2 separate regions of the Mus musculus genome follow, and region 1 is linked to region 2. The links are chromatin contacts, called in public HiChIP or PLAC-seq maps. All regions are on one chromosome and are shown on one strand. The core of a region is the stretch at or near the end of the contact, and the rest is flanking DNA. Distances in the headings are between cores, read along the strand shown. Region 1 holds the start of Kif18b (kinesin family member 18B). Region 2 holds the start of Tmub2 (transmembrane and ubiquitin-like domain containing 2).

The links. HiChIP or PLAC-seq counts read pairs in DNA pulled down with a chosen protein or histone mark.
Region 1: an HNF4G HiChIP or PLAC-seq map of pancreatic cancer cells shows a contact between it and region 2. The contact joins the promoter of Kif18b here to the promoter of Tmub2 in region 2. A contact is called at or near these places in 2 of 115 datasets of contacts at active chromatin or transcription factors (memory CD8 T cells and pancreatic cancer cells).

What each region holds. Positions count from the first base shown.
Region 1 is chr11:102,923,291-102,929,427 of GRCm38.p6, forward strand. It overlaps Kif18b (kinesin family member 18B), which reads right to left and starts at 1,834. Exons shown (of 16, transcript NM_197959.2): 1 at 1,693-1,834.
Region 2 is chr11:102,282,151-102,288,260 of GRCm38.p6, forward strand. It overlaps Tmub2 (transmembrane and ubiquitin-like domain containing 2), which reads left to right and starts at 2,801. Exons shown (of 4, transcript NM_028076.4): 1 at 2,801-2,938; 2 at 3,514-3,568; 3 at 5,158-5,721; 4 at 5,926-6,110. The coding sequence starts at 3,534.

The sequences.
Region 1 (6,137 bases), core at 584-3,083, 640 kb after region 2:
TTAGATGAGGTTTTTACAAGCACACCTATAAAAAGGGTAGACTTGTAATTTTAATCGCGTTCAAAATAAAATCTAGACTCTTAAGATGGAAAGAAAAGGTTTGCTTTTCTAATTGACTGTAAATATCTGGGAATTGAGTGTTTGTTTGTTTGTTTTCATTTGTGTGAAGGTAAATTTTAAGCTAATTTAATCACCTCATTGACCTCACACCAACTAAAAATTTCTATAGCTTCTATTTTGGGAGGACCGTGGTGAGGGTGCTGAGAACTAAACTCAGGCCTCAGTGCATACCAGGGAAGCATTTGCCACTAGCTCACACCCCTAACCCCATGCCAGCTCTCTTTTAACTATAATTATGATCTATTTAACTGACTTCAGTGTATTTTTGTTTTAAATTCCCAAGTGTGAATTCAATTTTTCATTTGTATTTGTGTGTGTGTGTGTGTGTGTGTGTGTGTGTGTGTGGTGTTTTGAAAGAGTCTCAATACAACTGGCCTTAAACTCAGAGACTCTTCTCCTCTGCCTCTCTCTCAGGGGCTGGGATTATTTTACTATGCCTAGTTTGTATTTATAACTTAACTGTTTGTGGAGAGAGAATATAGTTTATACAATATTATGATAATTTCAGTTGCTGTGTCACTAGATAAGAGAAAAGCTTTGCAAATGTCTCTAATAATATGATGCTTCTATACTTTTTTTTAAAAAAAAGGTATTAGGGCTAGGTTTGATCTCTAGACCATGAGAGAAAAAAAGGTACAAATGGAGCGAAATTAGATAAAAACAAAGTAATGGAGAATGAGATGCCTTAAAATCCTGACTGGCAGAGGGCATGGTTCCATAATGAAATAGGCATGGAAGAAATAGGATAGGGACATTGAAGGAAGCGCTGTTAACAACAAAAAGCTCATCCACAAAAGTAAAATTATATATGTCCTCCCAAGTCAAGCTTAACTACACTCTGTGCCTCCGTTTCTCAACATGCAAATTGTAATATTTTTTAATTATCTGTCTCACCAGGTTTGTGTTAAGCTTGAATGGCATTCGGTTTTTAAGTGCCCAACAAATATTAGACACCGCTGGTAAAGTTATATGATACATCATTTCCCTATGATGCACTGAACCACCAAAACCAACACAAACCAGTATTTTAAGTTCTTTGGCACAAAACAGGCTCTACCTTGTACTTGTCACAGTAGCTCAAATGTCCAAGGCTAAAAGACTCGATCATCCTGGTACTAATAGAGGCCTGGTTTTCTTTCATGCTCGCCAGTGTTTAGGAGTGTCCCAGTAACCAAGCTGCCTCCCTCGGTACACACACAGCCGCGTAATCAGCTCTGACAAGAGGAGCGGAGTGGTTCTCCCATTCTCTCCTGCCGGGCGTCCCAGATCTCCAATTCTGACCTGTAGAAAGACCCAATTCCACCTCCCACACGAGGAGGGGTAGCTGCTACGGAGCCGGGTGCACCTTTCAAAGGACCGGGTATACATGAGAGGACTTAATATGGGCCCCGGACCGTGGGACGCAGAGATCACGATCGGCTGCATTCTCGGTGTAAAGGAAGTGCCCTCCTACTCGTCCCTGACCTGCCCAAACAAGTGCTGATTCGGGTTCCAGACAACTGCAGCGAGCCCGCGCAAACGACAGCTCTGCACCGAGCCCGCGGGGCCGCCCCACCGTCGACCAAAGCCTACCTCTCGTCGGTTCCCGGTGCTGGTGTCGGGGGTCGCTTACGCGTCCCTCCGCCTCGGACAGGAGCCCTCGGATTCAGGAGAGAGCTCCCCCACACCCGATTCCACCGAACCAACCTTCTTCCGGCGCGGCGCGTTCAAACTAGCCGGTCCGCTCATCCGCGCTTCTCATTGGTCACCGCCCGGCTCGCTGATTGGCTGTTTCCTAAGTAACAAAGACAGCCGGGGGTGCGCTTGCGCACTAGTTCTCTTGCGCGCCTTGGGTTTCTTTGGCCAAATCAAACCGGACGGAGCGGAATTGCCACCAGAATCGAGTCTCTAGCAGTGTAACCAGGGGGCCTGCCCCGTCTCTGTGGTCTGTGGGCTGAGTTCAGCAGCGGTTACAGCGACCACACATTCGACAGAATTTAAAACCTGCTTTTGTGGCTTAAATAGGCACCCTCCAATTCAGAGTGGCTCGTGCCTTTAATCCCATCACGCAGAAGGCAAAGGCTGGCGGATCTATTTGAGTTCGAAACCAGCCACCCTCCAGGTAGAGCGTTCCAGGCCAGCCTGAGCTACATGAGAACTTTACTCGATCTCTCTCTCAAGTAAACTGTCCTCATGGTGGCGTTGTGAGCAAGTCTGGGGCATGTAAAGGTTACTGTAGGGTTTCTTTCACCACAACTGTGAACAAGCTAGTAGAGTCATTTAATACTGGATAACTTGACTCAAATTATTTATTCACCACACTTAGTTTAGTGAGGACAAAAACAACAAAATTACATGAAGTTAGGGTTAGTACAAAGATACAAGAACACTGAATACTCTTGCCTTCTCCGTCTCCAAAAGGAACAGTTGTTTAATGATAGCTTCCTGGTAAAGAAGTTCCCTCCTCGCTTACTGTAAATCTGGTTTTTTTGTTTTTGTTTTTGTTTTGTTTTGTTTTTTTGCGCCCTAAACGTCCCCACACACACACACACCCCAAGCTGAGAACCAAACCCAAGGCCTTTTCTTTTGAGTGAGTGAAGTTTGCTTGGTCTTTCATTTTATTTATTTATTTTTTAATGTATATGAGTACACTGTTGCTCTCTTCAGACACACCATAAGAGAGCATTACAGATGGTCGTGAGCTACTATGTGGTTGCTGGGAATTGAACTCAGGACCTCTGGAAGAGCAGTCAGTGCTCTTAACCGCTGAGCCATCTCTCTAGCCCCCAAGGCCTTTTCTTTACCACTGAGCTAAATCCCCATAAGTAAAAATTAAAAAAAAAAAAAAAAACGTAATGTGAATAACGCACCTTGTAGATGTTCAATAAAATGGCACTAGGTGTTCTCAGATTCATTCAACGATTGTTATGACAGGTTCAGAGGTTACAGTGATATGTGATATACAGAGCTCCCAGTCTATAGGAAAAACTTAGATATTTATCACAGGTGGGGATTGTGATACATGCCAAGGCAGGAGAGGGAAAATGTTACAAGTTCAAAGCCAGCTTCATGTACATGGTAAATACTAGATCAGCCTGAACTATAGGGAGTTCCTGAAAAGGGACAGAGGTGGGGGAGAAGAGAATTAATAACTAATAATAACATAAGATGATACAGGGTATAGTTAAAACATGCTGGGTATAGTGAGTTGAATATATTTGGTCCAGGGAGTGGCACTATTTGAAGGTGTGGCCTTGGAGTAAATGTGTCACTGTGGGCCTGGGTTTAAGACCCATGTCCTAGCTTCCTGGAAGTCAGTATTCTCCTAGCCACCTTCAGATGAAAAGGTAGAACTCTCAGCTCCTCCTGAGGCGTGCCTGCCTAGATGCTGTCATGCTCCCACCTTGAGGATAATGGACTGAACCTCTGAACCTGTAAGCCAGCCCCAAGTAAATATTGTCCTTATAAGAGTTGCCTTGGAGCCGGGCGTGGCGGCACATGCCTTTAATCCCAGCACTTGGGAGGCAGAGGCGGATTCCTGAGTTCGAGGCCAGCCTGGTCTACAGAGTGAGTTCCAGGACAGCCAGAGAAACCCTGTCTCGAAAAACCACAAAAAAAGGGGGGTTGGTGAGATGGCTCAGAGGTTAAGAGCACCGACTGCTCTTCTGAAGGTCCTGAGTTCAAATCTCAGCAACCACATGGTGGCTCACAACCATCTGTTATGAAATCTGATGCCCTCTTCTGGAGTGTCTGAAGACAGCTACAGTGTACTCACATATAATAAATAAATTAAAAAAAAAAAGAGTTGCCTTGGTCATGGGGTCTGTTCACAGCAGTAAAACCCTAAGACAGAAGTTGGTATGAGGAACCATACTCGGTACTGCTGAGATAGGCCTGACCATGCTTTTGTTTGTAAGAATGTGGACTTTGGATTTGGACATCAGTGGAATGCTTAAAGTGGTGCTTAATGGGCTATCCTAGTAGGAATATGGGAGACTTTGTTGCTGAGAGTGATTTGAACTGTGTAGACCTGGCCTAAGAGGTTTCAGTGGAGAAGAATTTCAGTGTGTGGCCTAGAGACTATTTCTGTGATATTTTGGTGAAGAATGTGGCCGCTTTTGCCCTTGTCTGAAGAGTCTATGGTGAGGCTAAGGTAAAGAGATTTATATTAATTGCATTGACAAAGTAAGTCTCAAAAAGCCCAGTGGGGACTTTGTTCTTTGGTTAAGTCTCATGAAGAACATTTTGAACAAGCATAGCAAGCTTAGAAAGGAAAGGTATAAAATATGTGGTATTAAAGGGGCACCAGGAAGTGAAATGAAGCTGAATCCTGTGTTCAAGGATATTAAATCGAATTAAGGGAGTGGTGAACTTGGCTTGAAATCCCACCCAGCTAAATTCGGTTTCAGGCATGGTAGTACAAGCCAGGAGGGGCAAAGACAAGCAGATTTCTAAGTTTAAAGCCACCCTGGTACAGAGCAAGTTCCAAATAGAAAAAAACTTAAAATTCAGGCATGGTGAACCACACCTTTAATCCCATGCTTAGGAAACAAGCATGCAAATCTCTGAGTTCAAAGTCAGTCTACAGAGCAAGTTCCAGGATAACCAAGCTTAGGAAGAGAATAAATTTGTTGAAAACAGAAAGCTGGTAATAATATAATAAAACAAGGGGGCCATTTTCCAGCCCCAGCAAGCAGCAGAACTTAGCAGGTTCAGCCATTTGACTCTGGCTTTAGAGTCAAGAGGAGAAGGAGACTACTGGGACAATTGATGCTAGTTAGCTGGAGCTAAGAAATTATCAATGAGGGGGCTGGTGAGATGGCTCAGTGGGTAAGAGCACCCGACTGCTCTTCTGAAGGTCTGGAGTTCAAATCCCAGCAACCACATGGTGGCTCACAACCATCCATAACGAGATCTGACTCCCTCTTCTGGAGTGTCTGAAGACAGCTACAGTGTACTTACATATAATAAATAAATACATAAATCTTAAAAAAACATTTAAAGAAATTATCAGTGAATAAGAAAAGACCAGCATCACTGAGGTGAATTCTGGGAATTGTTTTCTGAGAACATAAAGAAGCTGCATTCTAGAGATAGCTAAGGTCCTCATGCTGCAGCTGGGTAATGTAAGAATCACCCAGGTGGTACTGGTTTTGAAGGCATGAAGGGGTCAGCACTGTGAGAGGCCATCGAAGACCACTGGTGAAGATGCAGCCTCAGTTGTAGATGAAGGCCCAGACTAAAAGGGTCATGCAAAGAAGTTGAGGCTTGGCACCATGAAGCGACCCTATGAGAGCCTATTGGTGACGCCTAATTGCAGTGGAAGACCCCAGTGTATTGGAGATGCCAGTACCATGGGATGATCACCAAAAACAGCAGCAGCAGTGGATGGATCAACCTGAGTGTAGAGTGCCACAGAGGGCAGGGCTGGAGAAATGACAGCAGCCCTTTGGAGGAGCCCAGAAAATCATGACACTGGAGCAAGAAGCTATGAAGTTGAAGTTGCCTTGGAGACCCAAAGATATTAAAGATGCTGGAGCCATGGGATACTTGCTGAGGAAAGCTGCTAACAGGGAGTGGAACCAGCACAGGAGAAAGAACTTTGTTGTAGTCAACAAAGATGAACAAGGAGTTGGAGATCTGAAGACCACTTTGACATCAGTCACGGAGATGCAGAGTTTGGAGTTTGCTAGCTGGTTTCCTGTCTTGCTTTGGGGATTATAGTTAAGTGATTGGATGAATTTCAGAAGAGACTTTGAACTTTGGGCTTCTAACATTATTGAGACTGTTATAGACTATGGGGATGTTTGAAGTTAGCATTATTCTATGGCTAGTTATGGCTCCCGTGCATGTGAACAAATCTATGGGGGTCAGGGAGTGGAATGTAATGGTTTCAAAATGTTTGGCCCAAGGTGTGGCACTATTAGGAGGTGTGGCCCTGTTGGAGTGGGTGTGGGCTTTAAGACCTTCATCCTAGCTGCCTGGAAATCAGTATTCTAGCAGCCTTCAGATGAAGATGTAAAAATCTCAGCTCCTCC
Region 2 (6,110 bases), core at 1,551-4,050:
GATTTCTGAGTTGGAGGCCAGCCTGGTCTACAGAGTGAGTTACAGGATAGCCAGGGCTATACAGAGAAACCCTGTCTCGAAAACCAAAAAAAAAAAAAAAAAAAAAAAAAAAAAAAAAAAAAATCAGATGTCATTCTAAGGGCTGGGGAGGTACGAAGGCCTTCATTTGATCCTCAGCACCCACATTAAATAATAATAATAACAATAATAATCAGGCCATGGTGGTACACATCCTTGATCCTAGCACTTGGGAGGAAGGGGCAGGTGTATCGTTATCTCTCTGAGTTCTAGGCCAGCCTGATCTACATAGCAAGTTTTAGGACAGCCAGGACTACATAGAGAAACATTGTCTCAAAGTAAATAAATGAAACAAAATTAAAAAAAAAAAAAAAAAAAAAAGGCCAGGTACAGCTGTATGTCTGAGGAATGCCACTGCTAAGTGGTGAAGGCAGGTGGATCCCTGGCCAGCTGGTGTAACACAACTCCAGGGTCAGTAAAAGCCATTGTCTCAGAAAGTATGATGGAGAGAGTGATTGAGGAAGACTCCCTAGGCCTGCATACATATGTACCTACATACACAGGTATACACACACACACACACACACACACAGAGAGAGAGAGAGAGAGAAAGGCATGCACGCACGCAGAGGCTGCCAGGTAGCTTGACAGAGTCATTTAACTCCAGAGGCTGAGTCAGTCCCAATACAGACTCAGATTAAGGTCTGTCTTCCTAAGTCTGAGAGTTCAAAGCTAACCTGGCCAACTTCATGAGTTTCTGATTCAAAAAACAAAAAACAAAAACAGAAAAGGCAGAGCAGAGGCAGACAGGAGGGTCAGGAGTTCAAAGTCAGCCTGGGCTACTTGGAGAACTGCCTCACAAACAAACAAACGAACACCTAAGTTTCAAAGTTCAATAGTTTAGGAAAGGGGGCTAGAGAGATGGCTCAGTGGTTATGAGCACTGACTGCTCTTCCAGAAGTCCTGAGTTCAAATCCCAGCAACCACGTGGTGGCCCACAACCATCTGCAATATGAATCTGGTGCCCTCTTCTGGGGTGTCTGAAGACAGCTACGGTGTACTCATATAAAATAAATAAATAAATCTTTTAAAGATATATAGTTTAGGAAAGATAAGGAGAACATCTACAGTGTCATGAAAAATGTCCGGGCGTGGTGGCACACGCCTTTAATCCCAGCACTCGGGAGGCAGAGGCAGGCAGATTTCTGAGTTGGAGGCCAGCCTGGTATACAGAGTGAGTTCCAGGATAACCAGGGCTACACAGAGAAACCCTGTCTCGAAAAAAACCAAAAAAAAAAAAAGAAAAGAAAAGAAAAGAAAAAGAAAGAAAGAAAGAAAAATGATTAAGGAGGGGCCAGTGAGATGGTATGGGGAGGGGCAGTTGCCACAAAGGCTGGTGACATCAGTTCAACCCCTGGGACCCCCAGGGTAGAAGGAGAATCAAGTCCCACAAGCTGTCCTCTGACCGCCACGTTTGGGCTGTAGTGCACACATCTACATATACTCAATCAATAAATAAAATGTAATACATTTCTTAAAGTGACCAAGACCATCAAAACACTGGGTTAATCTCATGGTGGTGCCCAGATGGGAAAGATCATCCACTACACTGGTTCTCTGTAAAGTTATTTTTGGTGCTACTTCACAACTGTAATTTTGCTACTCTTATGAATACTAATATAAAATCCGATATGCGACCTCTGAATGAGTCGTTAGACTCAAAGGTTGAGAAAGGCTGCTTGCTCTTCTACATAGTGAATCAACAATCAAACAAAACCAAAAAAAAAAAAAAAAAAAGGAAAAACTAATCCAGGGTGATAGACTTGGAGAGATGGTTCAATGGTTAAGAGCACTTGTTCTTCTTGCCAGAAGACCTGAGTTCTCTCCCCAGCACTCAAGACTGGCGATTTACAACCTCTTGTAACCCTAGCTCATGGAGATCCAATGCCCTCTTCTGGGCTCTGCAAGTACCCACACACGCGGCATACACATAGAAACAAGTAAAAGAAAAAAAATCCTTTCTTAAGAAGGCACTCTATTTGTTTTTTGTTTGTTTGTTTGTTTTTCGAGACAGGGTTTCTCTGTATAGCCCTGGCTGTCCTGGAACTCACTACTTGTAGACCCGGCTGGCCTCGAACTCAGAAATCAGCCTGCCTCTGCCTCCCAAGTGCTGGGATTAAATGCGTGTGCCACCACTGCCCGGCTGAGGGCACTGTATTTGTATCTCTTTAAAATGCCTTCCCGCTTCATTTATTAAAGCTATACGAGGTAGAAATCTTCAAGTACTTAAGACTTTAATTTGTATTCTTGCCCATCTCCTCGAGGAACAACTGTCTTAGAAGTCAAAAATAGCAGACTTTACCGCTCCCAACCTTGGAGCCTGGTGTGCATTGGCGAAGCAGTAATGAATCTCATTAGCTCTGGAGCTAGAGAACCAAACCGGAAGGAAAAACCAGGCGGGAAAGAAGGAAACCTAGCGGCGGGTGGACCAGGAGAGCTTGCCAGGGCAATCGTCTAAGCATGAAACCACGCCCCCCACAAACACCTTCCCCCGCCTCTTCTCTTTTGGCCCCGCCTCCGACCTCCAGGAGGTCCGAGGCCACGCCTAATGGGCGTGGTCTTACTGCCGGAGGTCCGAAATCCCGCCAACAATGACTCCTCCCCTTCTGCCGCGGCGCAACCTGGCCCTTTTATTTAAAGATTACGTTTACGTCAGTCCGCCTTACGTAGCTTTGCGTCATCAGTACAAGGCGGGGAGGCGGGACTTCCTGTCCTGGATGTTAACAGCTTCCGAGAAAAGCCGGAAGAGATCGGACCCTGGACAGAATCCTGAGTTGCCAGCCCCTCCCCTGACCCCTACGGAAAGAGAACTACAAAGACTGTCCTGGCGAAGTCAAAACATTTATCCTGGCTTTGTCAGGTGAGGCTTTCCTTCCCCATCGAGGCACAGTAACCATCCAAACCCCCTTTAATCTCCCATGACTCCTCGCGTCCTCAAGCTCCGCCCCCTCTCCTCTGCCCCGCCCCGAAGTTTGAGGGGTGTGGATGGTTTGTGACCCCCCTACCTCCCGACCCTCGCTTCTTCACCTGACCCTAAACCATCACTGTCCCGGAGAGTCGGGCTTGGGCACTGCGACCGAAACCCGGAAGCTCCTCGGCTCGGGGGTGGGGTGGGGGGTGCTGATGGACTCCACTGCCAAGGGAATAGGACCTTTCAGACGCAGAACCTTCACCCCAGAAAAAAGCACGGTCGGGGACGACTCCCCACAGTGCGGTCAGGATCGTCCACAGGCTGAGGAGAAAGCCGAGGCCTTGGTCAGACAGATGCAGGTCCCCTATCTGGCCCCTGCCCGCGGCAGTTCCTTGTGTCCTCCGCTTCCATCTGTCTTTGCCACAGTTTCCTTTTGTGTACATCACGGTTCCTGACACTAACCTGACCAACAGGGGTTAGTTATGGGAGTGAGACGTAATTGCTATCATTTGTTTATTGAACAGTGTTAATTATTTTTGCTTCGATGATTTCACGTCTTCTTCAAAACAACCTTATGAGGTAGGTAACCATTTTAAACCCCACTTTACTGTTGAGAAAGCTGAGGCTTTGAGAACGTTGCTGGACATTGCATAGCTAGAAGAGGGGCTAGACAGTGACCCAGAATCGCTTCCCTGACTCCAGGGCCAATCTGTGTAAATAAGGCTGTGGAAACGCTTCTGAGAGTGTTGGTGTGTTCTACAAATATTCCTTGAGCAGCTACTGTGACATTGCATTAAGAGCTTCAAACAAAGAGAACTACCCTCGGTTCTTATCTTCCAGGAGTCAATGAAGAAATGGACAGGTTATGAGTGTAATGATGTTTTGTGGGTGCTGTGAGAGTAGTCTGATGATGATAATCACCAGATGGATTTGCCCAGAGACAGCTGTGAACGTAGATTCTCCAAGGAAAAGAGACGGTACTCCGAGGAATATGCAGAGAGCCTCCAATGCTTTCTCAGAAGCCGCAGAGAGGGAAAACCTTCATAGCACAAGACAGATTGAAAGAAGGATAGTGGGAACCGTTGGGAAGTATTTCCAAATAATTTCTACTTGGGCAATGGTTTTCTTGAAGCTGTCTCGTGTAGCCTTAGGCAGCCTTGAACTTGCTAAGTAGTGGAGACTTGTCTTGAACCTTGTATCCTTAGTTCCTTTATTTCCCAAGTTCTGGGATAACCAGGGCATGTAGAACAGCGGTTTTGCAGTTATAAAGCCAAGCCTATGGAGACTAAAGCGTGTAGTGTTTCTGGTGACTGTCCTATGTGGCTCCCCAGAATTTGCCAGAACAGTTTAATAGACAAACATGTCTGCTGATAGTCCCAGTACATTTGTCCATTTGAAGTGATCTGATCCTATCCTTGATAGATCAGAGTATATTTATGTATTTGGCTCTTGACATCTGGGCATGAATGGGTGTGTGGGCATGAATGGGTGTGTGGCCATGAATGAGATGTAATCCAAAGGAAATCTGGCAAGGGTGGCCGCACAATGCCCATTAAAGAGTCTTTCTAATCTGAAGCTACCACTGAGGCTGCTGGGTGCATGCAGATGTGCTTGGTCATGTGTTAGGAATCCTAGAGAAACTCCAAGCTTAAAGAAGCAAAATGTAAGCCGGGCAGTGGTGGCCTTTAGGCCCAATACTCCGATAGGGGCAAGTGATTTTGAAGCCAGCCTGGTCTATAGAGCGGTAGTTCCAAGACAGCTAGGGCTACACAGAGAAACCCTGTCTTGAAGAGAAGCAGCAAATGTTCCTTCTCCATTATTCTCCAAATACAAAAACAAACAAGTGAGCAATCAGCAGCTGGTAACAAGGTTATGAGGCTTTTCTGGTGACCCATGCTTCTTATGAGCACAGAATCTGAAAGCTAGAGTTTCACGGTAAAGGCAGAGGGGCCAAGGGTAAGTCAGTCCTTAGCTTGAGATTGAGGGTCTACTACTGTTAGGAAATTGGCTGGCTGCCCTTCCTACACAACACCAAGCCCCCATCCTTTTTTCCTTTTTTTTTTTTTTCTTTTTTTTTTAACCCCAGCCTGCCTCAGAACCTAAACAAAGTAGAAACCTGACTATAAGCCCTCAGGCCCTCCTAATGCTATCCCCCTTTGTTCCTGCAGCGTGGACCCAGTCAGCAGCCAGGCCATGGAGCTCTCTGATGTCACCCTCATTGAGGGTGTGGGTAACGAGGTGATGGTGGTAGCAGGCGTGGTGGCGCTGACTCTAGCCCTGGTCCTAGCCTGGCTCTCCACCTATGTAGCAGACAGTGGTAACAACCAGCTGCTGGGCACCATTGTGTCAGCAGGTGACACGTCTGTTCTCCACCTGGGCCATGTGGACCAGCTGGTAAACCAAGGCACTCCAGAGCCAACCGAACACCCCCATCCATCAGGGGGCAATGATGACAAGGCTGAAGAGACCAGTGACAGTGGGGGAGACGCCACTGGAGAACCTGGAGCTAGGGGAGAGATGGAGCCCAGCCTGGAGCATCTCCTGGACATCCAAGGCCTGCCTAAAAGGCAAGCAGGCCTGGGGAGCAGTCGCCCAGAAGCCCCGCTGGGGTTAGATGATGGCTCCTGCCTCTCTCCCAGCCCCAGCCTCATCAATGTTCGCCTCAAGTTCCTCAATGACACCGAGGAGCTAGCTGTGGCCAGGCCAGAGGACACTGTGGGTACCCTAAAAAGGTGAGTAGGCCGGAGAGAGGCCAGTTGCTCGTGACTTGTTCCTCAGATGATGGTTTCCTGAAGAAGCTGTGCATATATGTGAGCACAGGAGGGATTTTAAGGGGAAATGGAGACTTCCATAGACAGACCTTCAGTGTCTTTCATGTCCAGGCCTTGATCTCTCTAGCCTTATTCTTTATCCAGTCTTTCCTTTCATCCTTGTAGCAAATACTTCCCTGGACAAGAGAGCCAAATGAAGTTGATCTACCAGGGTCGGCTGCTGCAGGACCCAGCACGCACACTGAGTTCCCTGAACATTACCAACAACTGCGTGATCCACTGCCACCGCTCACCCCCAGGGGCAGCAGTTTCTGGCCCCTCAGCCTCCTTGACCCCAACCACTGAGCAAT